Regions from separate parts of the Sus scrofa genome. Here region 2 is linked to region 1. Evidence: chromatin contacts called from public HiChIP or PLAC-seq data. All regions are on one chromosome and are shown on one strand. Each heading gives the region's core, a stretch centred on a gene start, on an enhancer-like site or on the middle of the called end of the contact. The rest is flanking DNA. Distances are from core to core; before and after follow the strand shown. Region 1 holds the start of HOXB2 (homeobox protein Hox-B2). Region 2 holds the start of HOXB7 (homeobox protein Hox-B7).

Evidence for each region. HiChIP or PLAC-seq counts read pairs in DNA pulled down with a chosen protein or histone mark.
Region 2: an H3K27ac HiChIP or PLAC-seq map of skeletal muscle shows a contact between it and region 1. The contact joins the promoter of HOXB7 here to the promoter of HOXB2 in region 1. A contact is called at or near these places in 2 of 47 Hi-C or Micro-C datasets (embryonic fibroblasts and omental adipose tissue) and 1 of 2 datasets of contacts at active chromatin or transcription factors (skeletal muscle).

Annotation. Positions count from the first base shown.
Region 1 is chr12:24,798,400-24,803,391 of Sscrofa11.1, forward strand. It overlaps HOXB2 (homeobox protein Hox-B2), which reads right to left and starts at 2,100. Exons shown (of 2, transcript XM_003131546.4): 1 at 321-2,100. The coding sequence starts at 705. It overlaps LOC106505099 (a long non-coding RNA gene), which reads left to right and starts at 2,107. Exons shown (of 5, transcript XR_002337153.1): 1 at 2,107-2,521. HOXB3 (homeobox protein Hox-B3) reads right to left here. Exons shown (of 5, transcript XM_021067109.1): 5 at 4,720-4,992.
Region 2 is chr12:24,861,722-24,866,713 of Sscrofa11.1, forward strand. HOXB7 (homeobox protein Hox-B7) reads right to left here and starts at 2,954. Exons shown (of 2, transcript XM_003131549.4): 1 at 2,401-2,954; 2 at 1-295. The coding sequence starts at 2,800. The coding sequence ends at 42. It overlaps HOXB8 (homeobox protein Hox-B8), which reads right to left. Exons shown (of 4, transcript XM_021067111.1): 4 at 4,264-4,992.

The DNA.
Region 1 (4,992 bases), core at 850-3,349:
CACTCAGATAACGATGAAACCTCAATCGAATCCTTTTCTTCTAGAGAGAGGGGAAAACAAACAAACAAAACAAAACAAACAAACAAACAAAAAAACCCTCTTCCCCAACCAGCTTCCAACATCAGCTGTAGGGGGGGAAAAAAAAAAAAAACTGGCAGCGGCCAGGCCTAAACCTCAGAGATCCATTCTGCTTCCTCGTCCCTGGACTCGAAGGGGCAAGGAACTCCAGCAGACTCGCCACCTTTTCTACCTCCCCCACCGCTCTTTCTCCCCCTCTCTTTCTAACTGCCTCTCATCCCATCCCTACCCCGCTCACCGACCTGCGGGCGATCCGACCCCGGAGGCCAGGACGGAGAAGGCGGCCGTGGGAGACGTGGCGGATTGGCTGGGTTTCTTGGCGGATTTCTTCTCTTTCATCCAGGGGAACTCGGGGGCCAGGGGGGTGGCCGGGAGCGGCGGCGGAGGCGGCGGCAGAGCCGGCCCATCTTCGGCTCGCTTTTGGCTCCCGGGTCTCTGAAGGGTGGAGGCGCCGGGCTGGAGGCTGGGGAAGGTTTGCTCGAAAGGAGGAGGAGAAGGAATTAATGTCGACTCCTTGATTGATGAAGTTTGAAATGTCTCCAAGACAGCGGGGAAGGAAGTCAGACACTCGGCGAGCGATGGCTGGCTGTTTATAAACCCAATCTCCCTCTCAAATTCAAAATTCATGGCTTTCAATGGTGGGGGAGGGGGCCTGTTGGGGGGGCGTCAGGAGGGAGGATCGGAAGGGACCCCCCCTCCTGCCCCCCCCAGGTTTGTGTGATGGAGCGATTTTGGGAAGGGACGATTTTGATCTCTCTCTCTTTTTTTTAAAATTTTGGGCCTTTATAATTGTATATTGCTGATAAATACAAGCGTATGGGGACTCTCTCTATAAAACCCAGGACTCCAGCAAAATTGCAGGGAATTCGTGGTCACGGGACCGGCCTTGGCCAATCGCTCGTCTGGGCCTGGTGGAAAACAGAGAGCATTATTTGCTTTAATTGATTCAAAAACTCTAGAGGACCATGACCTGGACATCATGAGCCCCCCAGTCCTACGCTCCCTCTCCCTCATGCCTCCCTTTCTCCAGAAAAGCTAAAGGAACCTTCCCCTCCTCCCCTTCAGAGGATGGGATGTTCTGGAAAGGAAAACAAGGGAACCTAGGGGAGAAATCTTCCTCTTTCCCAAATATTTTAAATAGAGTAAATCGAGGCTTTCTTTACAAGGCCAGGAGCATTCCCTTCCCCTGCCCCCTCCCCCCAAAGAGTGAGGATCTGAATGTGGGAGGAAGAGGTGGTAGAAGGAGGCTTTTTTCCCTTTGGGAAAGGTCCCTGTTAGCAGTGCAATAAGGACAGAGAAGAGATTTACAATCATCAGCATCACTGTCCCCGTCCCACCCACTCCCCCCAAAAGCAACAGATAAATCTTGGAAAATCGACAAGCACTCCTAGGCTGACACAGAGGAGTGAGATAGATAGTGAGGGGCCCTTTTGGGCCTCTAGCCTACAAAGCTGTGTGGTCTCAGCTCCCTTGTCTGCCCAGTGTTTGCAGCACTGCCCCTGCCCCCAGGTCTACCCGCTCTCCTCACCTGGAGGTTTCCGCCCTCCCCTATGACCCCCCCCCCAACCAACAGGGTCTAAAATGCCTAGACACCCACTCAAGCTTCTGGCCTGAATCTGCCTCTATATTCCAGGAATGGGAATAAGAACCAAGGTAGCCACGGATTTAAGTTTAGAAAACTCTCAAACCTCAGGTCAAGGGGGGGGGCTCCCCCCTAGGACTCCCATCCTATTTTTGCCATTGTGCTCATTAATTAATTATTAATCAACATCCCTGATGTGACAGTCTTCCCTGAACATGGAGGTGGTGGGCAAATGATGACCACTGAGATGATATTCCATTTCTGGCCCCTGGGGGGAATTTTGTTGTTGTTGTTGTCATTTATTTCTTTTCAGAGGATGGGGTGCGTATGCGCTTTCGGGAGCGCTGTCGTTTACCAGAGGGAAGGTCCACAAGACTTCCGGCCCCAAGCCTTTGGTGGGAAACTAGATCTCAAAGCAGAAAATGAAAAGTCGATCTGGGGTAAGATTTTTAAATAAGTGGGTCAGAGGGACCGAGGGGAGATGAGGCGATCAATCTTAGCCCCCTGACAGCTCGCTCTGATGGCATCAAAGAATTTGGCTCTTTGGGAAAGCCGAGGGAACAGCCGAAATTCCACATCCCTTGAAAAGGCCTGGGGGGTGGGGGGTGTGAAGCAAAAGAGAAAGGTGATGCTGGGCGCGCCGGGAAACAGATGGGAAATGGGGACCGCGGAAGGGCGCTGGGCTGGGTGGAAAGTTTGCCGGGAGAACTCCCACGGCTCGGGCCTCCCCTCCCCCTCCCTGCTCGCTGCCGCCTGCCCGGCGAGGAGGAGGCCAAGCCTGGTTAGCAGAGAAATGGCAACTCCGGCCCGGGCAGCGGGAGCTAGAAAGTTTCTGTCACTGTAAGAGCCGAGTGGGTGGTGGTGAGTATTCCTCCGCGTGGGTGGTGTGACTCATGAAACAGGACAGAGAACGCTGAGGAGCAGGGTGGGGGTGGGAGCCAGGCAGGATGAAAACAGGGGAGCTGGAGGTGGGGGCTCCGGGGGGCCAGGGGGTGGCTGGCTCTGGAGGGCTCAGATCCAAGCGAGCTGCTCTGAAAAACGGGGCAAACCAGCCAGAAACGGTCGGTCGTGTCCCGCTCGGCTCCCAAGAAAGTGATTTTTGCCATGTGGAAGTGGGGATGGGGGTGGGAGTGGGGAGCAGGCAGAGAAGAAGCCCAAGAGCAGTTGTCTGGCCACTTGTGCAGTGAGGCCTGAGACGGTTCTCCCTCAGGCCACCCCCTCGAGAAGCCCTGGAAGGTTTTTTTGTTTTGTTTTGTTTTTTCACAGCCTCTCCAGCTGGCTGCAAGGTCTAAGGCTTCTCTCCGGCTGTTCCTGCAGGAAATACAGCCCTCTCTAACCCTGCTGACAGATTTTACGGCCAGATTAGAGAACAGCAGAAAACTTGGGTGTTAAAAGGGGCCAAGGGAACCCTCCTTCCCAGAGACGCCCCCTTCCCCGCCCCCCTGTTGTGCTGTGAATCTTAGAGCCCTGATATTTCCCCCAGGACCCTGGCTGCTTAGCTAGGGCCTGACATCTCTCAGAGAGAAGGGTAGGGGGACACCGAGCCAAGGCACCCCTTATTCTTCTTCATGTTTGCAATTCCAGTTTCAAGCCAAAAGCTCTGTTTTTCAAACTCTAAATTTCAGAGCTTAATTCTCTGACTTGGCCTGCCTCTCTCCGCTAGGTAAATAATCAATCCTCTTAACCCCCAGAGCCAAACATGGTGCTTCATCTACTTACATTATTCAGAAAATGTTATTCAGGGTAGAGGAGGAGAGAGAGAAAGACAGAAGGAAAGAGAAACCCTTGAGCGTTATTTGATCCCAATCAAACTTTGCACGCTCTTATGCCTTTAAATTATAGCCTGAACCAATGCTAAATTGCTTGCTGCTTGGATGAGCCCAGTCCAGTTAAAATCCTACTTGGCGGCGGTGGTGGTAGTGAGGAGGGTGTAGAATTCAGGTTGCTTTTTTATTGTTATTTATTGTTGCATAAGGACTGTAATTACTAACCTTGGACTGCCAGGATGCAACATAAAAATGAAAATCAGCCCTCGCTTTAAGGCTGAGGCCCTGGAACGATTCTCTCACCGACACCCCCCCCCCCCCCGTCACTACCACCAAATATATGCTCCTAATTAAGCAATGCGGGTGCATCGCTTACAATTAGAATTATGCAACTCTTCAGCAAGCAGCCATCGCTTCTTTCAACGAATTAGCTCCATATTTCAGCCGCCCTGTCTCCTCGCTCTTATCGGCTCCAGCGACGCGGCAGTGACATTTCATCTTTGACAGACCCTCTCTATCCTCGCTCCAATGTGATAAAACTTTTATGGAACCACGACTAAGAAATGAAGTTTTCCCAAGGATCGTGGAAACAGAGCGACACATTAGCCTGGGGACCATTTTATTTACGCTTGAATCCAGCAGCTTCTCCCAACCCTCCTCCTTTCCCTGGCGGGGGAAATCAAACACACCTCCTCTCTCTCCGCCCCGCGTTTTATTTAGTGATTTAATTTCACTTTACTTTTAAGGTTTGACCCGAGAAGTCTAGGCCTTAGGTTTTTTGTTTTGTTTTGTTTTGTTTTTTTAGATTAATCATTTTCCTTTGTTTTCATTTTAGACCCAATGGTGGTTGGGCTTCAGGTCACGTGACAGCTTCTTTGTAGCTCCGGAAGAGAACTGTGAAGTTTAGGTTTTCTTGGAAGAAGCAGTGACCGGCCACATTTTGTTGTTGTTGACGGGATGGGGAGTAGGGGGTGGACTAAGGAGATTGTAGCCAAAACAGCAAAAAGGCAAAAGGTCAATGAATGAGAAAAACTGAGAGGCAAAGCCTAGAGACCTAGAGAGAGACCCCCTTCCCCCTAACTTGTTACTTAAATCTTAGCCAAAGAAGTTGCCAGAATGTCCCAAGCCTGTGTGAGAAAAGCCAAATAAACCTGAGACACAGCAGGGGGGAGGTAGGGGCCTGAGCAGCGGGCTGAAAGGCCAGGATAGGGTCTTCACCCCCCTTCTTCCCTTGGGGGAAATCTGGCAGTCAGCAGCCTGCTCTGCTATCTAAATTGGACCACCAGGACAAGATAAAATTGATAACAGAAAGTTTATTCAAGAATTGTTTGACAGACAACCCTTTTAAGTAAGGGAAAAAGTAACTACGGAAGAACAAAGAAAGTTCCAAGAGGGAATTAACTCTAATTCTACAAATTCAGGACTATACAGTGACAATTAGGAGCTGAGTTCATGCCTTTTAGAACTAATTACAATTGCTCATAAGTACGAGTTTAACATAAATCTACAGCTCTTTTCTAGAGTACAATAATAACTAAAATAGCTGGTTTTACATGACAGGGAACA
Region 2 (4,992 bases), core at 1,704-4,203, 64 kb after region 1:
CCTCTCTCCCTCTCTCTCTTCCTCTGCTCTTTCTCTGTCCCTCACTCTTCCTCATCCTCCTCTGCCTCAGCCTTGTCCTGGCTGGTGGCCCTGGGGCCCGCTGTCTTGTTCTCCTTTTTCCACTTCATGCGGCGGTTCTGGAACCAGATTTTAATCTGTCTTTCGGTGAGACAGAGCGCGTGCGCGATCTCGATGCGCCGCCGCCTTGTCAGGTAGCGATTGTAGTGAAATTCCTTCTCCAGCTCCAGGGTCTGATAGCGGGTGTAGGTCTGGCGGCCTCGCTTGCGGTCCGTCCCTGCACAGAGTATTTCCAGGAGAAAAAGCCGTGAGTGTGGAAAAAGCCGTGAGCGTGTTCACCTTCCTCATGGACCCTGTATGTGGTTTGGCCTTTGTGGTTGGAAGCACCTAGTTTCCCATGACACCAAATTGTCACTTTCCCTACCCCAGGCTATGCCTGCCCTCTTCCCTCAACACGCAGACCTTTCTGCAGGCCTCCCAAGACAAACAGTCCCATTCCCACCCAGGAAGTCTTCTAGCCTAAAGCTTCTGGACCCAAGGTCTAACCTGCTGGCTCTTGAAGGCCCTGTGCCTAAGGGGTGTACGTGGGATGAAAGGCAGCTAAACCTCTGGAACCCCAAGCCTCCCCTTTTTGATGCTGCTTCTGATGGTCTCTGGGTAGCAGACAATGGAAGCCATGCAAGCAACCCAACCCTATAGTGGGGCTCCAGGTCTGACCTGGGGGCTTTTCGCCCTAAAGAAAAGAAGACAAAGAGCCTCATAGGTCCAGTCCCCTCCTCCCCCAGTCTGTTGTGGAACCATGAGAAGGTGAGAATTTGCAGATTTCCTTGGAGTGCGGAGTTCATCTGAGAGCAGCTGCCCTCTGAGGACTATTTTCCAGTGAGTGAGTGGCTGAGGTTCAGATGAGGCCAGACTGTCCGGCCTGCCCACTGCCCAGATGACCCAGCCCTCCAAAGCAACCTCCTCCAAGAAGACACAGGAGGAGAAGACAGACAGCAGCCTGGGTTGGGGTGGAATATCTGGCTGGTGGGGGCTGAAGGGCAGGGGAGAGCTTCCCAGGTTAGGTCCCAAACCCTGTGGAAGCAGCTTGTGGGGGGGGGGGGTTGTGCTGGGGGAGGTGCTGGTATCAGCCCTTCTGGGAAAGAGACAGTGGGAGGAGGGGCTAGGGGGCCCTAATTTCAAGTCAGATAAAAGCCAAGCTGAAATGTTTATGAGCAGAAAAATTGGGGCTTTAATAAATCACCTGGAAAGGCGGTTGAATTATGGAGCAGGTAAGGGGGACCATGACCACTAATATGGATGGTGTAAGAGCAGGGCTTCTCCTGGCCCTCACCGTGGCTGGACTGGGAGCCTCTGATCACAAGTCTTGGGTCTTCTGAGGTTGGCCCCATTCCAGGGCAACATCAAGAAAGATGTCTGGGACAGGCTTGTCAGGAAACCCCATAGGGCCCCTGGTATCTTGGGGTTCCTGCAGCAGCTGCCTCAGTGGCCGGGACTCACTAATTCTTGATGGGGCTCCCTGGAGTCCTAGTCTCTCCCCTCAGAGGACATTCACCCTCCTGGAAGGATACATGCAAACTTGTCGGCCAGTTCTCCAGGGGTGCTAGGATGGGCACCTGAGACAGCCAGCTGTACTCCTTTGAGGCCTCTGCTCCTTTCACTCGTTCTCCTGCCTCCCCCTTTCCAAGTTCACTGGGGGGTCAGGAGCCTATCTCTCTTGGCCTCAGCCCCCCTCTCTCCACCTGCCTCTCTGGCTCTGTGTCCCTGGCTGGATCCTCATCTCCTCTCACACCCCCTCTTCCCCCCAGGCCTCTAGAGCCCACCTCTAATTGTCCAGAAGGGAATAATGGGGGAGCAGGGTTGGCTGGGAAGAAAGGGGGAGGGGAGAACTGCTGAGCACGGCAGCCCCCTCCCCCAGACCTTATCCAAGCTGGGGCTGGGGGACACACCCAGAGCTGAGATCCCCGGCGGGGAAGGGAAAAGGGAGGGGGGAGACCCTAATGGCTATTCTCTGCAAACCCCAGCCTTCCTCCGCAAGACAAACGGCCTCGTCTCCAGCCCGTGCCGGCGCGGCTGATAAATATTTAAAGCTAAAAGGCCGGGAGGAAGGGTGGGGGGGTGGGGGGCTGGGGGCTCACAGCGCCGCGGCGTCGGCAGAGAGGGATCCGCCAGGGAAGCACGGCGAGCCTGAGAGCACCAAGCAAAAATGGGAGTGGGGACGGCGCGCCGGGTCGCGGCCCAGGGGGGTGCCGCGTCCCCAGGGCCGACCTGCTGCCAGGAGCACTCTGGACGCGGAGAGGGACACTTGGCCGGGAAGGGGGCGCCTTCCGGGGAGTGTGCCCGGGCCACTGCAGCTCGGGACGGCTCGGTGCGCGGCGTTACCTGAGCTTCGCATCCAGGGGTAGATCCGGAAGTTACTCTCGGCCGCCAAGTCCGAGTCCCTCTGCTCCTTGGCGCCTGCCGCCTTGGCGGAGTCGCCGGGACACACCCCGGAGAGATTCTGCTCAAAGGGCGCGCAGTGCATGTTGAAGGAACTCGGCTCGAGCCCGTAGCCGGCCGCGTAGACGCCAGCTGTACTCTGGCCCGCCATGCCCCCCCCGCCGGGGTACAAGCCCTGCATCGAGGCGGCGAAGGAAGCACCCGAACCCGCTCCATAGCCCGGGCGCTGGGGGTTGGAAGCAAACGCACAAGAAGTTTGTTCGGGGAAGGCTCCGGTAGCGAAAACCGAACTTGCGGCTGGATATTTAGAAAATAAAGCATTCGCATAATACAATGAACTCATAATTTGGCCGGATGATTTGTAGGCAGGGACGTTTTAGTGTCGGTTTTACGAGATTCCTTGATATATTACAGAATTAGAGTCCAGATTTACACCAAAAAGAACCCCCTTTTTCCTCTCTGGGCCACGTGACCCTGCCCACGTGACGTCCCCTCTGCCAATGGCGGGGCAGCCTCCCCACGGCTCCCGGTAATGTGGAAAAAATTGTGTGGCGTTGGATTTATAAAATATGATCAATAATGAATGGGAAAGCCAGGCCCTGTGGATTCGGGTTGGGGGCTCAAGGGCCGCTGTCGACCCCGTGGGCTGGAGGCAGCTTGTAGGCGAGATCTGGGGAGGAAGAAATTGAGTGGAAGGGAAAATAAATAACCTCTGAGAGCGAGAGCGATCCGTGTTGTCAACCGCCCCCCCCACCCACACGCATCCTCCCCAGCCTGTTACTCAGCGAGAAATAAACGCAGAGATTGCACAAAATGGGGTGAGTGGGTGGCTCAGGGCAGGTCATAATTAATCTGGACCGATTCAGTCCGGTTGGCCTTTGGGGGAAATTGGTCTGGACTTGGTCCGTTGCTCCTGAGGTGAACAACGAGGTGAGCCTGGCCTCGCGACTCCCTCTCACTGCTCTCCCTTTCTATCTCTCGGTGCCCCAGACAGATGGGCAGGGATGGACTGAGGTTTTGTGGGTGCTCCCAGAGGCACGAGACTTAGCCCACAGGCGTTGGATGCTGCGGTTTCTGGTGACAAAAAAAAAAAAAAAAATTTAAAGGTTTGAAGAAAAAAAAAAGAAAAAGGAAGGGGGTGGGGTGGGTGGGAGGAGAAAGGAAGGGAGGAGGGCAGCCCGGTATGCTGCTCTCTTGATTCCGGGAGGCGGATGCCCCAGTGGAGCGTGGCTGCCAGGGAAGCAGAGCAAGCTAAGGAAGGAAGGCTTTGAGCAACCATCTCGGAGCTGGGCAAAGGTGGCCAAGTCCCAGAAAGTAAGAGGCAGGAAAGAGCATCTCGCTTCTCTGTCTGCTCCCTCCCCCCACCACAGTCCAGGAAGAAGAAAAATATAAGCTTGTGCAGCAGCCCAGCACTCTAGCTCTATGGCCCCCCAACACACACACTGGAGAGGGCACACAAAAACAAAGGGGGAGGTGTGTGTGTATTGGGGGGGGTGGATACAGCCAGTAGCCCAGGCGCATCTCTCCAGCGTGGCCTGTGCTCCGGGGTCTCCGGGGCCGGCAGCCTCGGAACGCGAAGGGAGGGGGTTTCTCTCGGCTCCCCTCCCTCGTTCCTCTCTCCTCCAATCACGCGCAGCCGCCTCCCTCACCCCCTGCGCCCCTGGGCCCAGGGACTCGCACCACCTGCCTCCAGCCCCCGCCCCCTCCTCTCGCGGCCTGGCCAGGCGGGCGCAGAAGCCGGGTGCCCGGCTCCCCCCAGCTCTGCAAGGCGCCGGGAGCAAATGAGGAGCGCGGGCCGAGCCAGTCTCGGGTTCTCGCTTGTAAACTTTATTGTAACTCTTCCGCCCTTTTCAGGCGCAGACAACAGAACAAAGTATAGAGGAACAACAAAATATATAATTAGCCCTCCCTCCCCCCAATAAAGCAATTCACGGATACAGGATACATTCTCTTCACAGTAAACCTAAGAACACTTTTAACAATTGCCCACAGCGCGCATGCTAACTAAAGTAACCTCTTTTGAGAAACACTTAAGACAAAATTGTCAAACCAAAGCGGGGGGTGGGGGGGGGAGGAAAAGACAGAAGCCAGAGAAAAAGCCAGCGAGCTAGGGAGGGCAGCGGGGAGAGAGGGTGGGAGGGGGAAATGAGGACGAGGTGAGAGAGAGAGAGAGAGAGAGACAGAGAGAAAGCGAGAGAGGGAGACAGAAAGAATTACGGTGTGAATAGGCAGTTTCATGTTGTTGGGAGAACTTAGCAGAAATCGGTACCTCGGTCATTACAAAGAAGCACGTTCAAAGGAAAAAAAAAGACCATTGCACAAGGAGGCTTTTTACATGGGGCGGGGGCGTAGGGGGGGGCTCAGCCAGGCCGCAGCCGCTCACCCTCGCAGGGCGAGGGAGTCCTTGCTTAAAATCCTTTTTTCTCCCCCTGCCCCCGGCCCCCCAAGAGAAGGGAAGGAGATCCACGGTAGCTCACACACAGAAGCTATTACGAGATACTACCACTAGCGGGGACTGGCGCGGCGGGGACGCTG